2 separate regions of the Sus scrofa genome follow, and region 2 is linked to region 1. The links are chromatin contacts, called in public Hi-C maps. All regions are on one chromosome and are shown on one strand. Each heading gives the region's core, a stretch centred on a gene start, on an enhancer-like site or on the middle of the called end of the contact. The rest is flanking DNA. Distances are from core to core; before and after follow the strand shown. Region 1 has its middle 240 kb from the start of FPGT. Region 2 has its middle 330 kb from the start of FPGT.

The links. A called contact is a pair of places that touch in the nucleus more often than the background predicts.
Region 2: a contact with region 1 is called in a Hi-C map of liver, with 10 times the contacts expected there. The contact joins two enhancer-like sites. A contact is called at or near these places in 2 of 47 Hi-C or Micro-C datasets (liver and skeletal muscle).

Annotation. Positions count from the first base shown.
Region 1 is chr6:139,192,285-139,194,815 of Sscrofa11.1, forward strand. No RefSeq gene overlaps it. Among named protein-coding and RNA genes, the nearest start is that of FPGT, 240 kb to the left of the region's middle. Within about 2 kb of position 1,262, at least 2 of the 83 cell types and tissues checked have an H3K27ac peak or open chromatin away from gene starts, as enhancers often do. A contact at or near this core is called in liver, where this site is marked.
Region 2 is chr6:139,283,536-139,286,066 of Sscrofa11.1, forward strand. No RefSeq gene overlaps it. Among named protein-coding and RNA genes, the nearest start is that of FPGT, 330 kb to the left of the region's middle. Within about 2 kb of position 1,261, at least 3 of the 83 cell types and tissues checked have an H3K27ac peak or open chromatin away from gene starts, as enhancers often do. A contact at or near this core is called in liver, where this site is marked.

The DNA of each region.
Region 1 (2,531 bases), core at 12-2,511:
TACTGGTACTGCTAGTCTACACACCACACTTTTTGCATCATTGCTCTGTATTTGTACTGAACTCTGCTATCCTATTCAATGAGTGTAATGATTAGATTTGTTCAGGTATTTAGTCCTGAATCATTTAAAAATATTTTAGCAACTAAAAAATGTTTTGAGAAAATCCTAGACAAAAGAATTTTTAAACATGGTTGGTCAATAAATAATGCATACTGAACATAAATATTTGTTGTTAGGTCTGTTAGGTATTTGAGAAGATGGTCTTTTCAGCAAATATGCTCACATACTTTTGTAGAAGAAAGCAACACTAGCTGTATTAACTTGATTTTATACTACTTACCAGTAGATGGCAGTACATATTCAATCTTAAGGAAAGAGTTTGTGTAATAAAAAGAGAGTAGACCCTAACATTGAGATAGTTATTTTATAAGTGCCCCCACAACCTAAGACAGGATCCAGAACTCTTATTTGCAAAATTATCTTTATTTGGTATATGTTTGAAATATTTACCTGTATTCAACTTGTATATTAACACATATTCTTATGTCAGAGAATCAGAAAACCATACCCTATGAGGTCAGATGTGAAAAATAAAGTCTATTAGATATTTAGTTCACATTTGTGTATTTGGGTGTGTTGAGGGTAGTAACTTTTTTTTCTTTTTCGCTTTTTTAGGGCCGCACGTACAGCATATGGAAGTCCCCAGTCTAAGGGTCGAATCAGAGCTGTAGCTGCTGGCCTATGCCACAGCCACAGCAATGTGGCATCCCAGCCATGTCTGCAACCTACACCATGGCTCACAGCAACGCTGGATCCCTGATCCAATGAGCAGGGCCTGGGATAGAACCTGCATCCTCATGGATACTTGTTGGGTTCATTACTGCTGAGCCACAATGGGAACTCCTAGCAGTAACTTTCTTTTAAAGTTAAAACAAACAAAAGCACAACATTCTAGATGTAGGGAAGAAGAGACTTTTTGGGAAGGATCATTGCAAAGGAGAAAGGGGGAGAAAGGGGTCTATTATAAATAAAGGAAGGGGGACTATTGCAATGAACCATGAGATTTGCAAGCATTCAAAAATTCATCAGAAGGGGTTTTTCTTTTTTAGGGAAAAATAAAACAACATTAGAAAAAAACAGAATGTGGGGAAGTGGGATGAATGTGTGGATCGGACTGTGTGTCACCCTAAGGCTGCCTGTTCCCAATTGAGACTGTTAAGGAGCTTTATGCTGGCTCAGGTCAAAGTTCAGGTGCCTGGGGGAAGGGGAGACGCTTAAGCAAACTTTGGTAAATAAGCATTCTGTTCTGACTGATCAGTGGAGACACGTGGTTCAGCTAATCCTTAATATGTGAAACAGTAGGAATTTGGAGGGTTTTTGTCTACCTTTGTCATAGGTAAACAAGGGGAGCATTCATTAGTCTTAGCTAACTTACATGGGTAAAATTGTTTCTTTGCAGTAAACCACTGCCTGGAACATGAAAATATGTTTTATTTATTTTTAAACATCGCTCTTTTCTAGGATTACTGGATTCTGACAAAGTTCAACATTGTCATGGGTAAAAAGTTTTAATAAGGGGTTGAAAAAAAAAGAGTGTTTATTTTGGTAGTAATTTATTCTATAAATATTTATGGGGAAATCAAGCCAATGGGTACATGTGGGCTCTTGTCCTTAAATAACTATATGTTACAGTTAAAAATGCTCCCCAAAGACCTTGCTGCATATCCAGTGCTGATCACTCAGGTAACTTGAAAGAATGACTTGATTTTTTTTTGTTAAGTAATCTAGCTTAATAAGTCAAAGTAGATGCTTAGTAAATGTTTGTTGTATAAATGAATTGACTCTGCAGTAAATATATCATTACATTTTTACATGTTTTATCTGGAGTAAATAAGACATGACCTGATGATTTTCCAAAATATTTCATTGTTGCTTATGGATGAAAATCTTCTCAGGTGTTTTCTGTAAAGTCTAAATGATGTTTTTCAAGGTACATACACACACAATAAGTTTACAGTCTAATTACTCTATCTTTCTAGAAGTATGATATGACTTGTATTTCTCACTTAAAAATCTAAGCTTTTGGAGTTCCCGTCATGGTGCAGTGGTTAACGAATCCGACTAGGAACCATGAGGTTGCGGGTTCGGTCCCTGGCCTTGCTCAGTGGGTTAACGATCCGGTGTTGCTGTGAGCTGTGGTGTAGGTTGCAGACGCGGCTCAGATCCCATTGCTGTGGCTGTGGCTCTGGCGTAGGCTGGTGGCTACAGCTCCGATTAGACCCCAGCTTGGGAATCTCCATATGCCGCGGGAATGGCCCAAGAAATAGCAAAAAGACAAAAAAATAAAATAAAATAAAATAAAATAAAATATCTAAGCTTTATACTCATAAACTGAAAGAATAAAGGAATATTTAAAGCACTGTTCCTAAGATCAGGATATCAAGAAGAACCTTCACCTCTAGCTAATTATGAAGGGGCTGTGGTTTCCAGTGGAGAATGAAAGGCTGGAAATCATCATTTGTATCTAGACA
Region 2 (2,531 bases), core at 11-2,510, 91 kb after region 1:
TTTCCACAGTGGCTGCACTTACTAATTTACATTTCCTCCAACACTGTAAGAGGTTCCCTTTTCTCCAAACCCTTTTCAGCATTTATTATTTAGAACCTAGGTCTTGAATATGCGATCTTAAACTTAATTGATTAATTAGAATTTATTTCTAAACCTTATGTGATTTTTCACTTGTTCATCAGTCTCAGCCTTTTTCCAGCCATTCTCTGCTGGTGCCACTCAAGCTTTCTACCTGCACCTCAAGCTTCCCTCAGTTACTAACCAACACTGATCTTGGTAGGACACCTGTTAAAAATCACTGGAACCTCAACCTCGGGACATGTAACGAACTTCATTGACTTTGATCTGATTTTATCTCAGGCACCTCTGGGCTCTTCAGATTTCAGCCTGCCCATTTACCCTCTCTGCACTGGGAAAAGTCCACTTTGCCAAAGTCCTTTAACCTTACACCTGTTGGCTTACTGGTCAGTTGCTTAATGAGCACTTTACTTAAAATTTAACCCACTCTGCCAGTTCTCTCTTTTGCCTTTTCCTGTCTTTCACCTCTTCTTTGTTGAAACAGCATCATTGGGCTTCCAAGTTGGTTCTAGAATGTGGTTCCTAAGCTTTCCACTGGTACTGAAGTCCCTTCTCACCCTCAGTTCACTTTCTGGGGTTGGATATCCTCCATAGCTTTTCCTAGCTGGATCCTATCTACTGTGATCTCTCCAGCTCTTTCCTGGTGTTCTTCTCTGAGTGGACTAAGAACTTGAAATCTGTCCAGCACTGCACATTTGTGTTAATATTAACCATTCATATTATCCACTACTTGGACTTTCCCAGACCCAGCTCACTTACTGTCATTAACCTACTGAATTAGACTTTCCCAAACTAAGGCTGCATTCACACCCTCTGTTATGACTGCACCATATATCTTAGGCATCTGTTACCCTCCAGAGACAGGCCTATTGGCAGATGCCTTCTTCAGAATGTGCCCCTTCTTCCTAAGATGCTCAAGTTTTATCATAACTCTTGTTTAAACTCACATCCAGTGCTGATACTATGGGTTTAGTCCCTGAAAATCCAGTTTAAAAAAAACAAAACAGTTTTCCTATGTTTGCACACACCTTATATCATTCTCATCACTATTTTGGTCTCTCCTAACAACAAAGCAGGTTGAATAGAGACTCTTTAAAATCAGGTTTGCGTAGGGAGGCAAGAGTCTGTGACTTACAGAAGCCAGCTTTCCCCACCGAGCACAGACTGTTAAATAGTGCTGGGCAGCCATGCATTTCTGCCAGAGTTCAACAAAACAATTTTTCAGAAATCCCTGTCAGTAAAGAGGTGTGCAAGCACACAAATAGAAATGGACTTAAGGCAAGGCAGTGCAATTGTAAAGAGGAAAATGGGAAATCTAACTGTGGGCCTTTTCACTCCTCAATATGTGCAGCTGTATCTAAACAAAAAGCCTCTAAGCATCTTCCACTGAAGTAGTATTAAACATTGTATTTGGAATTAGATCTGATTGAATCACACTTTAAGGGTTTGTTCAGTGTGATCTGTGGAGACACATTATTAAAGTGCTCTGTTCCAGAATAAAAAGTCAGATCCTCATTAGCTGGGACAAAGAATGTTAGCATCCAAGCTCAAGAACAGAAGGAAAATCCCTATTTCTGAGTGACAGATGTGGGTGTTAGTAGCATTGTTGCATAACCCTGGGAATTCATTAAAAGTGTCAGGCTGTGTCACAGGGGCACTTTGCAGTGACAGCCCTAGTGAAAAAAACTGTGATAATTGCTTTCATTCCTTGCTTACCTTTCACCTCAGCAAGAAATACGATTGTAAATAAATAACCTGAGGCTGGCACATCACAAGCTTTGTGCAGAAAACTGCTCTGTGAAATTTAAATCTCAGGACTGCAGGACACTTTTCATAAGAAAATTAATAGAATTTATCCTGCTAGTTTTACTTATATGACCACTGAATTCCCCCATCCTTAACTAAAACCAAGTTATTTAGTAACTCTTGACTTCTTCAGATAAAAGACAAAGTAGTCAGTGGTAAAGAGAAAAAATAGTTAAAATAGGAGGAAAAAAGGGAAGAAAGCAGTTGGTAAAAAAGGAAGAAGTAAGGGAGAGAGAAAGGCAAAGAAATAAGAAAAAAGAAAAGGAAGGCAGATTGAAAGAACAAATGAATGGATCATGTATTAGAGGCAGGTATGCATGGACTGAAAATCTCCTACTAATACTCTCACTGGTAGAAAGGAGTAATTATACTATTTATTATTAAAACGTTTATTGTTACCTGGCAAAGCACACACGAGAAATCCAGAAGAGTGTACACAATAGTCCTTTCTCTGGTTTGGGGCGCATCTTTCTATAAGGAGTCCTCAGGGAACTTCCTGTCATTTCTCTTCCATTAAACTTTTCATCTCAGCTCCTGAGTCCTTCAATCTCCAGACAGATCATAACTCCTGTTGCATCCATAGCAGCTCAATGCACTTGACCTTCTCTGTCTTTAATTCCTCTGCTCTGCTATTCTAGAGTACCACT